2 separate regions of the Ovis aries genome follow, and region 2 is linked to region 1. The links are chromatin contacts, called in public Hi-C maps. All regions are on one chromosome and are shown on one strand. Each heading gives the region's core, a stretch centred on a gene start, on an enhancer-like site or on the middle of the called end of the contact. The rest is flanking DNA. Distances are from core to core; before and after follow the strand shown.

Region 1 (7,126 bases), core at 1,631-4,130:
CTAGAAGCTGGAAGTCCAAAACCAAGGTGTCAGCATGTATAGTTTCTCCTGAGGCCTCTCTCCTAGGCCTGGGCCTCCTTACGTCCTCATGTGGTCTTGTCTCTACATGCACCCCTGGTGTCTTTTCCTTTTTCATAAAGACACTAGTCATAATGGATTAGGGTCCTACCCTTATGATCTCATTTAACCTTAATTCCCTTTTTAAAGGCCCTCTCTCTGAACAGTCAGATTCTAAGATACAGGGATTAGGATTTCGACATATGAATTTTTGAGGGGATGCAATTCAGTTCATAATATCAGTATTTGCCCCTTCCTAAGTTGCGGCCATCAAAAGCCCCAGTGTGCTCTAAATTTACTGTTCCTTACAAAGTTCTCTCCCCATCTTTCCGCCCCAACTTAGCAATTTTACAAAGTAAATCACAGGGGTCCCTGGCTGAGTCTGATTTTCTTCTTCCTATTAACATCCACATTTATTGGATTACATAGACTTTTAAGGCTGGGCACTAAGAAGCAGCTAGCTGGCTTTAGGTCTAATCTGGCCAGCCTGTAGCAACTTCCATCTACTGCTCCTACTTACCAAATCTTTAAGGGCCATAGAGGAGTTATGCAATGTGCAATGGGGCACGGGAAGGTGAAAAGAAAAGAGGGAAGAGAAATGTGCCACTGGGCCCAGAAATGCCTCATCATGGGTCAGGCTCCACTCCCTATAAGACAACTTCCTGTGTTACATCACATCAAATTAACGAGCCTAGACACAGGTAAGATGGAGGATAAACTGTTCTGCAAAAGAGTTCTAGCTTCCTATAAACATCAAGTTTCATTTTCTCTGGCAGAACACTAGTCACAAAGACCCACATAGACCCAAGGGCCCTGACTGACATTTCAAGCATTCCAGCTCCAGATGTGTTCAGCCACTAGGAAAAAGAAACCCCAGATTATTTTAAGCGGAGTCATTTCACAAACCACCAGCTGTCCCCTGGATAAATTCTGAGTGTTTTAGTTGTAGTTACAAGCAATAATTTCCAATGTATTTATTCATTCAAAAAATATTTATTGATGAATTTCTGGAGAAGGAAACGGCTACCCATACCAGTAATCTTGCCTGGGAAATCCTATGGACAGAAAAGCCTGGAGGGCTACATTCCATAAGATGGCAAGAGTGGGACTGGACTCAGTGACTGAACCACCACCACATTCTATGTACCAGGACTGGGGACATAATGGCAATGGCTTGGGGTCCAGAGAGGGACACAAGTTCTAGTAAACAGTACTTATTTCACTGCTTTGTGCCAGGTATAGCACTGGACACCTTAAATGAAGGGGAAGGTATGATTATCTCCACGGTACAGTGAAGAAGTCAAGGTGAAAAGAAGTCCAAAAGACAAGCTCATGCTGCTAGTCAGTGAAAGCATCAAGAGCAGAAGTCATGTGACCTGACTTCCTGGGCAGTACCTTCCACTTAACCAGGAACTTGCATAGAAAATAAACATTTACATCTTCATCTTCACTAATCTCTAACTAAAATTTAGCACTTTCTTCCATTTTAAATAGTGGCTCAGATGATAAAGAATCTACCTGCAATGCAGAAGATCTGGGTTTGATCCCTCGGTGGGGACGATCCCCTGGAGAAGGGAATAGCTACCTACTCCAGCATTCTTGCCTGGAGAATCCCATGAACAGAGGAGCCAGGCAGGCTACAGTCCACGGGGTCACAAAGAATCTAACACAACTGAGTAACAAACACTTCATTCTTCTCAGGCAACAAACCCCAGCAGATATATGCAGTAACTATGACTTTATCATCAACAGAAATCACAGATATTTTCTTATATTACAGGCATTACCCAAATCTTGAAATATTATTTGTTACTATTTCAAAATTATGATAGCTATTAGATCCACTGCTAGATGATGTTACTTAATGCATTATTTTTAAAAGGCATATATACTACTACATCAATTCTCTTAATATTTGGACAAGTGATTTGGAATAGGTTTCCCTTATAACACTCTGCCTTTTATTTTACACCTTCAAAAGCACTGAACCTAAAAGTGGTCCTTAGTCTCCCCAAAACTGCCAAAGCGGTACATGGCACAAAAATGGGTCAGACCCCTACACCACAGCAATGGGCAGCCCAGGCAAATCCAGAGCTCTGCTCCCTGTGTCTTTGAGTAAGAGGCTAGGTTGGGATTTTTATTATTAAAAGAGAGAAACGAAGAGAAAGGAAAGCACCCCAATTTCACCAGAGAACCCTTTCCACCAGTTCCTGTTTAGCACAGGCCCTAAATGCTCTCCATGGCCGGTTCCAGCCATAGCTGAAGGATACTTCTTGAGCCCCCGCCCCTCCCTCCCACAGGCTGTGTGGATAAACGGGCCCCACTGTGGGCAGACCAGCAGACGTCACCTCCTACCCCGGGGGGTTGAGAACCCCTTGCGCGCTGGGACCACGCCGGAGTGACACAGTCAACAAGTGGAAGATGCCAGAAATTCCTACACACCAGGGCACCAAGAAATTCCCATTCACAAGACCATGGATACATTGGTTTTTAACCTCCCCTCGCAGGGCAGCAGCTCCACGACCCCAGGACGTCACAAGACCCGGGTTCCAGCAGGGGCTGCAAGAGCTGCGGATGCGGCGGGTGGAGAAAAAAAGTGAAGCGGCATGGAACGCGATGCACTGGGGCCGCGCTGTCCCAGATGCGGGACAGAGCTGGGTTAACAATCGGCTTTAGGGGTGACCTCTCTCCCCGCCGGGTCCCTTTTCCCTCGCCAAGTGCCTGATAGCGGGATGCCTCTTACCCAGAGGTGCGCGGAGCCTCGGGCCACAGCGTTGGCGCAGTAAAAGCTGCCGCTTCCTGCGAGGGCTCGCGGCCTCTGCTGGGGCCCGTGCGGTCCCCGGGCGGAGGCTGGAGGCGGGGAGAGCGAGCCTCCCCCCGCTCCCCGGGAAAGTTCCGGGAAGGTCCCACAGCTGCCCCGCCCGGCGCCACAGCCCGGGGAACCAAGGCCAAGTGCAGGCTACACCCGGGTTTCCAGCGCGCACGGGGGACAGCCAGGGGCGCGGGTCAGGCGGGTCAGGGGCACTGCCGGCAGGGCAGACTCGCCCCTACCCGCCAGTGCACTGTGCGGTGCAGCTGGGACCCCTTGGTGCCTCAGAGGAGGGCACGGAGGCCACCTGTCGCCCCCCCTCCCCATCCCGTGTGCCTACACTGTTGCGTAACTGGGAGGGACAAAGGTGAAGGCGGGTCTGTGGATAGAGGCCTGGCGGTTTGTGTCGGGTCCTCCAGTGAGCCCTGTGCTTCTCATCTGGTCCCCAGGGCTGTCCAGAGACACCGCTTTCCCGCTCTTCTTTCACACGTAAAAGGTAACCGAGGCCCAGAGAAGCCCCCAGACTTGCCTTGGTAAGCAAGCGCCAGGGCAGCACTCTCAACCCTAGGATGGAGGTCACGGTGAGCAAGCTTTCAGACACTAATCTCCACGCAACGTTGGGTCCTACTTTCATGAATGAACATTTTCAATTGGCTGCTTTAAGTAGGTGTGAAATGCAGGTGAGTAGTTCTCCACTACGTCAGATCTAGAACCCCTTTTTATAACATATAGGATGTCCAGAAGTCTTACTGCAGTTTTAAGCTTTAATAATTTCAGATGTGAGTTAACAAACTTGCCTTTAAAAAGTGCCTTGAAAGTTTATTTCTTTTACATTTCATTCTGTGAATTTTGATTAATCTCTTTTGAATTTTTTGTTTCAACCAACTTTTTAAGGTGAAATCCTAGCAAACCAAAAATTGACGCAATCACAGAGAAGTAGGAGCCTAATAACGTTGAACTTCTGAGCCCCTCCCTCTGGTTTTGTCTTGTTAGGTTTATCTATTGAGGTAACCCTGGTTTATGACATCTGGTCCCATCACTTCATGGGAAATGGATGGGGAAAGAGTAGAAACAGTGTCAGACTTTATTTTGGGGGGGCTCCAAAGTCACTGCAGATGGTGATTGCAGCCATGAAATTAAAAGACGCTTACTCCTTGGAAGAAAAGTTATGACCAACCTAGATAGCATATTCAAAAGCAGAGATATTACTTTGCCAACAAAGGTCCATCTAGTCAAGGCTATGGTTTTTCCTGTGGTCATGTATGGATGTGAGAGTTGGACTGTGAAGAAAGCTGAGCACCAAAGAATTGATGCTTTAGAACTGTGGTGCTAGAGAAGACTTTTGAGAGTCCCTTGGACTGCAAGGAGATCCAACCAGTCCATTCTAAAGGAGATCAGCCCTGGGATTTCTTTGGAAGGAATGATGCTAAAGCTGAAGCTCCAGTACTTTGGCCACCTCATGCGAAGAGTTGACTCATTGGAAAAGACTCTGATGCTGGGAGGGACTGGGGGCAGGAGGAGAAGGGCATGACAGAGGATGAGATGGCTGGATGGCATCACCGACTCGATGGACGTCAGTCTGAGTGAACTCCAGGAGTTGGTGATGGACAGGGAGGCCTGGCATGCTGCGATTCACGGGGTCGCAAAGAGTCGGACACGACTGAGCGACTGAACACTAGTTTATATTATGTGTTCCACTTCTGTCCCTGTATACCCTACAGCACACTTATCAACAAAAATTGTTTCCATCTGTCTAATTTTTTAATCCATCCAACACTCTGTGTCTTTCAATGTGTGAATTCAATCCATTTACATTTAGGATGATTAGTTAAATGAGGACTTAATTTTGCCATTTTATCCTTTATTTTCTGGTTACTCTACATCTCCATTGTTCCTTTTCCTTTTGTTTCTGTCTGCTATTTTAGTTTTGGTGTTTTTCTGTGATATTTTTGTTTCCTCTTTCTTTTTTTTTAATGTTTCATGTCTCTGCTCTAGATTTTTGTTTTGTGGTCACCATGAGGTTTATATAAAATGTCTCATAGGTAAAATAATCCTTCTGCTGGTAGTATCTTATCTTTATTTACCTATATAGGCTTCTTCCTTTTCCTTCCCCTTCTTTTTGTTTCTGTTGTCTCACATTATCTCTTTACATTGTTACAAAGTTGAAGTATACACTAGTTTTTTTTCTGCTCTCCTCCTTAACCTTTATGCTATAATAGTGTTTAAAATCTAATCTTATTGAGAGTTGCAATTTTCTGGTTCTATGTATCACCTTGCTCAAAGTTTTATGTATTTTGCCTTTCTGTTTTCTGGTAGAAGAGCTCCTTACAAGGCTTCTTATAAGGAAGTGTAGTAGTGATGAACTCCCTCAGTTTTTGTTTGCTTGAGAAAGTGTTTATTTCTCCTTTATATGGAATGATAATTTTACTGGATAGAGTATTCTTGGGCAACAGTTTTTAATCTCTCAATATTTTAAGAATGTCATTCCACTTCCTCCTGGCCTGCAGGGTTTCTGCTGAGAAATCTGCTGAAAGCCTAATAGGGGTTCCTTTGTATGTTACCATCCTTTTTTCCCTAGTTGCCTTTAAAATTCATTATTTAAAAAAAAATAATTTATTTTTGGCTGTGCTAGGTCTTTGTTGCTGCCAGTGTGCTTTCTCTAATTGCAGGCACTACTCTCCATTGTGGTGCATGGGCTTCTCATTGCAGTTGTTTTTTGTGGTGGAGCACGGGCTCTAGACCACCAGGCTTTCGTAGTTGTAGTGCACAGGCTTTGTTGATCCATGTGGGATCTTCCCAGACCAGGGATCAAACCCATGTCTCTTGCATTGGCAGGTGGATTCTTTACCAGTGAGTCACCAGGGAAACCTCTAAAATTCATTCTTTGTCATCGACTTTTGACAGTCTTAATGTGTCTTGAAGAAGGTCTTTTGGCATGTGTATTGGATGCTCTCTTGGCTTCACAGACTTGTATATCCAGTTCCTTTCCCAGGTTTGGGAAATTCTCAGGTATTATTTAAATTCTCCACTCCCTTCTCAAGCTTTTCTTTCTGAGATAGTCATTACCCTAATGTCACACTTCCTAAAAGAGTCAGATAACTCTCACAGAATTTCCTCATTTTAAATATCTCATTCCTCTTTCCTCTTCCAGTTGTATCATTTCTAGATTTGTCCTCAAGCTCACTAATTCTTTCTTTCATATGGTCTGCTCTATTTCCGATGCTTTCTCTAATACATTCTTTATCTCATTTATTGAGTTATTCAGCTCCAAAATTTGTCTGGTTCTTTTTTTTAAAGTTGGTGGCTCACAGGTTAAAGTGTCTGCCTGCAATGCAGGAGACCTGGGTTTGATCCCTGGGTTGGGAAGATCCCCTGGAGAAGGAAATGGCAACCCACTCCAGTATTCTTGCCTGGAGAATCCCACGGACACAGGAGCCTGGTGGGCTACAGTCCACGGGGTCGCAAAGAGTCGGACGCGACTGAGCGACTTCACTTTCACACTATTTATGGTGAAATACTCCTTCTGTTCATTAATTTTATTAGTAAGCTCACTGAACTGCCTGAGTTTTCTTTTAGCTCACTGAGTTTCTTCACGAGAGCTACTCTGAATTCTTTACCAGTGTGACTGCAATATTCTATGACATTAAGTTTGGTTTCTGGAGAACTGTCATTTTCAATTTGTGGTATGTTGTTACTGTGGTTCTTTATGGTGCTTGATGCATAGTTCTTCTACCAGTGCATTTGAAGTAGCCCAGTGGTCCCCAACCTTTTTGGCATTAGGGGCCAGTTCCATAGATCATTTTCCATTGACCAGGGGGGCGGGGAATGGTTTCAGGATGATTCAAGCACATTACATACATTCACTGTGCACTTTGTGTGGGTGTGCTCAATCACTCAGTCATGTCCAACTCTGCAACCCTGTGGACTGTAGCCTGCTGGGCTCCACTGTCTATATAATCTTCCAGGCAAGAATACTGGAGTGGGATGCCATTTCCTACTCCCAGGGATCTTCCTGACCCAGAGATCAAACCTGAATCTCTTGCATTGACAGGCAGACTTTTTATACCACTTTGCCACCTTTTATTTCTATTATTACATTGTGATGTATCATGAAATAATTATATAGCTCACCATAATGCAGAATCGGTGAACTTGTTTTCCTGCAGCTGTAAATACAGATGAAGCTTTACTCGCTTGCCCACTGCTCACATCCACTGCTCACCTCCTAAGAGGCTATGGACCAGTACTGAGGGTTGGGGA
Region 2 (7,024 bases), core at 4,515-7,014, 130 kb after region 1:
GCAAGAAGAGGTAAGAAAGCATTCTTCAGCGATCAATGCAAAGAAATAGAGGAAAACAACAGAGTGGGAAAGACATGCAAAGATGGGCTCGATAAAGGACAGAAATGGTATGGACCTAACAGAAGCAGAAGATGTTAAGAAGAGGTGGCAAGAATACATGGAAGAACTGTACAAAAAAGATTTTCATGACCCAGATAATCACAATGGTGTGATCACTCATCTAGAGCCAGACATCCTGGAACGTGAACTCAAGTGGGCCTTAGAAAGCATCACTACGAACAAAGCTAGTGGAGGTGATGGCATTCCAGTTGAGCTATTTCAAATCCTGAAAGATGATGCTGTAAAAGTGCTGCACTCAATATGCCAGCAAGTTTGGAAAACTCAGCAGTGGCCACAGGACTGGAAAAAGTCAGTTTTCATTCCAATTCCAAAGAAAGGCAATGCCAAAGAATGCTCAAACTACCACACAATTGCACTCATCTCACATGCTAGTAAAGTAATGCTCAAAATTCTCCAAGCCAGGCTTTAGCAATACGTGAACCGTGAACTTCCTGATGTTCAAGCTGGTTTTAGAAAAGGCAGAGGAACCAGAGATCAAATTGCCAACATCTGCTGGATCATGGAAAAAGAGAGTTCCAGAAAAACATCTATTTCTGGTTTATTGACTATGCCAAAGACTTTGACTGTGTGGATCACAATAAACTGGAAAATCCTGAAAGAGATGAGAATACCACTTGACCTGCCTCTTGAGAAATCTTTATGCAGGTCAGAAAGCAACAGTTAGAACTGGACATGGAACAACAGACTGGTTCCAAACAGGAAAAGGAGTACGTCAAGGCTGTATATTGTCACCCTGCTTATTTAACTTACATGCAGAGTACACCATGAGAAACACTGGGCTGGAAGAAACACAAGCTTCAATCAAGATTGCCTGGAGAACTATCAATAACCTCAGATATGCAGATGACACCACCCTTATGGCAGAAAGTGAAGAGGAACTAAAAAGCCTCTTGACAAAAGTGAAAGAGGAGAGTGAAAAAGTTGGCTTAGAGCTCAACATTCAGAAAACGAAGATCATGGCATCCAGTCCCATCATTTCACGGGAAATAGATGGGGAAACAGTGGAAACAGTGTCAGACTTTATTTTTGGGGGCTCCAAAATCACTGCAGATGGTGACTGCAGCTATGAAATTAAAAGACGCTTACTCCTTGGAAGAAAAGTTATGACCAACCTAGATAGTATATTCAAAAGCAGAGACATTACTTTGCCAACTAAGGTCCGTCTAGTCAAGGCTATGATTTTTCCAGTAGTCATGTACGATGTGAGAGTTGGACTGTGAAGAAAGCTGAGCGCCGAAGAATTGATGCTTTTGAACTGTGGTGTTGGAGAAGACTCTTGAGAGTCCCTTGGACTGCAAGGAGATCCAACCAGCCCATTCTGAAGGAGATCAGCCCTGGGATTTCTTTGGAAGGAATGATGCTGAAGCTGAAACTCCAGTACTTTGGCCACCTCGTGGGAAGAGTTGACTCATTGGAAAAGACTCTGATGCTGGGAGGGATTGGGGGCAGGAGGAGAAGGGGACGACCAAGGATGAGATGGCTGGATGGCATCACTGACTCGATGGACATGAGTCTGAGTGAACTCCGGGAGTTGGTGATGGACAGGGAGGCCTGGCGTGCTGGGATTCATGGGGTCGCAGAGTCAGACACGACTGAGCAACTGAACTGAACTGAACTGAACTGATGCAACTTAAAGTCAAAGTCCTCCCCCTGGTGGATAAAATCTGAATTACTTGGAAGGTTGTTTTTTGTTGTTTTTGTTGGTTTTTTGGTCTGAGGCCCTCCATCCCATCTCTTCCTCCCCCAGGAGTCTCCAAGAATGAAAAGTCGACCATCTTTCATAAATTCATCATGCAATGGATATCCTTTTTTATGAAGTACCCCTTTATGTCTCATACATTTTTCTGAGCTCATTTTTCCATTGAGGTTTTTTATATTAACTTGTTATCTGCATATGTTGATGCACACACACTTTCCATTTTAAGCTTTTAAATAAACTCATATTCAACACAACACACTTTCCATTTTAAGCTTTTAAATAAACTCATATTCAACTCAACATTGTAAATCAACTGTACTTCACTTAAAAATCAACTCATTTTCACCTACGCAAGAGGCTCAATGCAAGTTCAACTTTGTCATACTTAGATGTTACCAGTAGATAGCGCCATAACCTTGCTCCTGAGCCTTCCAACTGGCTATGCCTGAATTTCAGCTGCTGCTGCTGCTGCTAAGTCGTTTCAGTCGTGTCCGGCTCTGTGCGACCCCAGTGACGCACTGGGGTGGGTTCCCATTTCCTTCTCCAGTGCATGAAAGTGAAAAGTGAAAGTGAAGTCGCTCAGTCGTGTCTGACTCTTGAGCAACCCCATGGACTGCAGCCTACTAGGCTCCTCCGTCCATGGGATTTTCCAGGCAAGAGTACTGGAGTGGGGTGCCATTGCCTTCTCCTAAATTTCCCCAAATATTGCAAGTAAGCAATGTTAAATAATGAGAAATCAAAACTTTAAGCCACCATACAGCTAGATGGAATACAGCTAGAACTGCTTTTTTTTTTAGAGGGAGGGCAGAAAACAACATATTAATGTTTTTTGTTCCGAATAAAGGAATAAAAAGGTCTTTACCTCAAGGCAGGAAACACAGGTGAGGCTGTCCTGAGGCGGGCAAATCCATGGAAACATTCTCTGGGAGTAACCTGCAGTCCAAAGAAAATGAATAACTACCTCACCTAGCATTCAGACACTGTTTTACTGTTTACAAAGGCAGGTACACCCTGGCACAAGGTCTGAAAGCAGAGAGAAACAGGGGTTTGGTCTCTGTTCCTGCCTCCCTCTGCCTCTCCTTCTGCCTCCACTTAGGGTGCAGCCTTCCCTGAGCTGTGCCCCCACTTAGAGTTGGACAGACCTTTCCATCCTCCTGCCTCCTCCCCAGCCCCACTCCCCACTGAACAAAGGAATGAATGAATGTGTGAGTGACGAAGTCCTGGCCTTCCTGTGCTTAAATATCAGAGCACACAAACCCCACACTCAAAGGAAGACCCCATGAGAGAATGTGGAAAAGCTGCAAATAGAGGTGCAGTTCTGAAAGTGAGCTTGAGAGGGAGCAGGTGCAATGGGTTGGCTTGTGATGGGATGTGATTATGAGCGAGAAGATACCTTTAGTTATTAACACCATAAACCAGGGCCCGAGGCACATATAGGATGTGGTGAGAAGGTGACCCCTTTTATCTAGGCTTCACAATGGTCACTGGCAAGAACACAGGAACATCAAGTCAGAGATTCAGCTATTTCCTGGAGTAGCCAACACAAGGTTTCTACCATGTTAGGTCACCACCTCTGAGTCCCCAAGATCTAGTGCACATTTAGAACAGGTCAAATTAGCTCACTGATGCTTTTCATTCTCCATGTCCAGAAATGCCCACAGGATGAGCTGCACGCCTCAAGTCATCTCCATCTCATGTCCTTTCAGACCTAGCACGACCTGCTTTGTAGCCCACTGATATAAAGAGAAGCTTAGAAAGAGAGGCTTTGTCCTCTTCTGGTTTTTCTTTGTGGGTAATTGGGCAAGCCTACATTCTGAGCAGTATTTCACACTTTTTAGGGCAGAGGAAATTGCACCACTCAGACTGCCTCATTCTGGAGGTTACTTGGATAGATGTCCAGAGCCTGGGGCTTGGGTATGCGCAGAGCCCACAGGCCCAGGCCAGAAAACTGCATGTCTACAGGTGGGAGGGGTGCCCAGGGCCCAGCTCTGCTCCTCCTGGGTTGCGGAGGCTTGCTACCTGTCACCTGCCACCCACACAGCCCGGGCAGGGAGAGGCTGCAGGTAAGAATGCACTATAGTTTGGGGCTTGGGGTCTCCACTTCTCCTCCTGGCCCATATGGCACCCAGTGGTTGGCTGAAGCCAGTCTGTACTGCTTACAAGATCTAATTGTTAAGTTTTAAGGAATTCTGCAAAGCTGTTGTTTTGGTTTTTGCAAAGCAGTTGTTAAACAGTCATCATATTAACAATTATAAAATCTTAGAATAAGTTATGTTTTAAAAAGCAACAAATACTCAAAACTTCCCAATTATTTGACTGAATTTTGTAATTATATTTGCTTTTGAGGCTGTCTACACCTGTTGTGTCTGCTTGCTAGAAATATTATTTGACAGCGCATTGCTTCCCATCTGCCCCCAGTTCTGCATTCAGTAATATCTTGTTGGTAGCTTGAAATTGGGAGAAGGCAATGGCACCCCACTCCAGTACTCTTGCCTGGAAAATCCCATGGATGGAGGAGCCTGGTAGGCTGCAGTCCATGGGGTCGCCTAGAGTCGGACACAACTGAGTGACTTCACTTTCACTTTTCACTTTCATGCATTGGAGAGGGCAATGGCAACCCACTCCAGTGTTCTTGCCTGGAGAATCCCAGGGATGGGGGAGCCTGGTGAGCTGCTGTCTATGGAGTCACACAGAGTCGGTCACGACTGAAGTGACTTAGTAGCAGCAGCTTGAAATTGATGGTGGTGGGAATATTTACACCATGGAAATCAAGAAATGCAACCAATCAGGGCTTTCTGCCCCAAGTGCCACCTGTTGACAGGTGCACCATTGTACCTGGCCCACAACTGGGGGACCTGGATGTGCAGTGGCTGGGAGGGCGGCCAGCCCTGTGTTTCCCCCAGCTGCTGCCAGTGCTGGACCTTTGCTCAGACAGATGAGGAGGGAAGAAAGGGGAGGAAGTGGAGAAAAGATGGGAAACACCCTTGGTTCCCCCTCTAGGACATTGCAGCAGGGAGCCTGGCTCACTAGGGAGTGGGCAGAACTATTTGGAAAAGCCAGGGGCATGAGAAAGGTGACAAGCAGAAATGAAATCAGTTAAGTGACTGAGTGGAGGAAAGTATAATGTCCAGAAGGCAGGTCTTGTGAAGACAGAAGGCAATCACAGAATGTGGCACTGTGACCACAAAAGGGAGGTGAGCCAAGTGTACACAGAAGTTGAGGAGCTGGGCTTCACCAGAGGCTCTGCAGTGCCGGTTCCTGACAGGACTGTTACGATGGGCTCATAATAAAGAGTCTGGAGGGAACACAAAGGAAGTCACCAGCTCACAGTCCTGAGGCAGGAGCTCCTGGTGCTTCTCCATCCTCTCCCCACCCCCACCACCCCACCGACTCCCTGACTCACTTCTCTGCTCCTACTCAAATGTTCTCCTCTCCAGGGAATTCCAGACACTTCCCCACATTCTGCCATACACTCACCCTGAAAGATTCCAGAATCTTCTATTGCTGGAGACACCCCAGTCTTGAGCTGGATGTCCCATAGACACCCAAATGCCTCACCGAGTCCTCCAAACCTGCTGCTTCCCACCTCAGCCTCTCATCTCAGAGAGATACCAAACCTGGAAGACCTCATCAGTCCAGCAACTGTCACAGCTCTGAGGAGCCCGCTCCATCTCCCCACACCCCTCCTCCTCCTCCTCCATCCCACCTCCCAGGGCTCTGACACTGTTTCCCAAACGTTAATGACCTTTTCCTTCATGTTCCCCATGTTTTGAAAGTTGCCTATGACATTGCATGCATTAAACATCACCACCTACCCTTAAAGTTGCATTTGCAACTTCCAATCAGAATTTCACCCATTAAACCCACAGAGCCATTACCACGTGCCATGTGTGCTGGGCACAGGGATGCGAGGCAAACAGGCCTGGCCCTGGCCCTCCAGGGCTCATGGCCTACCGAAGGAGATCACATAAACAGATACTGAATCAAACAGTGCTCCTAGGTAAGGACAATGCGTCTGCCACCTGGACTCTGTCTCCAGCCATTCTCCAGACCAAAGCCAAAAAGGGATTCCTGGAACACAAAGCTGACCAAGTCATTCCCTTATTTAAAACTTTTGTTGTTGTTGAGTATTTAAAACCTTTAGTGGCTCCCTACTGCCCTTAGGATAACATTTACACTCTAGTTAGCTTGGCTTCTCAGCCCTTTCTGACCAAACCCACATTAACAGAAGAATTCTCATTTATTTGGTCAATTAACACCAATCTAACTGAATACTTACTGTGTGCCAGTCATTGTACTAAACACCAGGATCCTGAGGAACCATAAAATGTATACCATTTCCTCTCCTGGAGCTTGTAACCTACCAGGGCAGATACTGACAGATACTTGTACAAATGATTATCAGTGTGATGAGTTCAGAAAAAGGAACATTTCCTCCTCAGTTCCCTGCTTGACCACAACTCCTGGTGGTACCCATCTGCTGGTCCTGCCTAGGTTGGCCCCTCTCCTGAGATGCCCTCTCTCCTTCATTAGCCAGATCTCTGTTAAGCCCCAGGTCTCAGGTCAAGGTTTCCTCCCAAGAGTCTTCCCTGAACCCCCCTTGTGGTCCTATGGTGGCCCTCAGTCCTGTGAGGACGCTGAGTATAGGGCTGTCTCCCCCAGGCCCAACACAGAGCTCCTGAGAATGACGGCTAGGTCTTCTTGATCCACTGGGAACATGTGCATTTTTAATTTAACAATTATTTACATCGATTTCACATATTTATGAAAGCTGGAGCTGAGTGCTAATAAAGGAAACAGAAATTATTTTTAAAACAAGGATGCTTTTGAAGACCAGAGCTTTCAGGTAACTGAGTAAGGAGGGGTGGGCGGTGGAAGAGGCGGGGCTGCCTGGTGGGTGTGGCTGGGGGATGACTAGCGCCGGCGGTCTGGCTCGCTTTCCGGAGTCAGGGTGTCTCCATCCTTTCTGCAGGCTTTCCGCCCAGAGGCCTCTGCTGACTTCCTGCGGTCACTCACCGCCCTGCCTGGGAGGGCCTCGTGTCTGCCCCTGGACTTAGCTCCTGTGGGCTCCTCATTGCCCCCGGGGGGCGGGGCGGGGGGAGGGACCCCGGGAAAGGACGGGGAACCCCCAGGGACGGGAGCAGCTGGCCCCTCCTGCGTCCCAGCACTGTTCCCGGCGCAGCCCGGCAGAGCAGGCTGGTCCCT

Evidence for each region. Hi-C and Micro-C count contacts between places; a contact is called where the count stands out from the background.
Region 2: a Hi-C map of blood shows a contact between it and region 1, with 4 times the contacts expected there. The contact joins the promoter of LOC114115866 here to the promoter of SQOR in region 1. A contact is called at or near these places in 6 of 16 Hi-C or Micro-C datasets (blood, hypothalamus, liver and 3 more).

Annotation. Positions count from the first base shown.
Region 1 is chr7:63,003,370-63,010,495 of ARS-UI_Ramb_v3.0, forward strand. SQOR (sulfide quinone oxidoreductase) reads right to left here and starts at 2,881. Exons shown (of 11, transcript XM_004010645.6): 1 at 2,801-2,881. LOC121819982 (a long non-coding RNA gene) reads left to right here and starts at 3,284. Exons shown (of 2, transcript XR_006060392.2): 1 at 3,284-3,546.
Region 2 is chr7:63,133,352-63,140,375 of ARS-UI_Ramb_v3.0, forward strand. LOC114115866 reads left to right here and starts at 5,765. Exons shown (of 3, transcript XM_060418697.1): 1 at 5,765-5,911; 2 at 6,985-7,024. The coding sequence starts at 5,765. It overlaps LOC106991282 (a long non-coding RNA gene), which reads right to left and starts at 5,475. Exons shown (of 4, transcript XR_003589922.3): 1 at 5,297-5,475; 2 at 2,682-2,752. SLC30A4 (solute carrier family 30 member 4) reads left to right here. Exons shown (of 8, transcript XM_060418650.1): 8 at 1-1,799.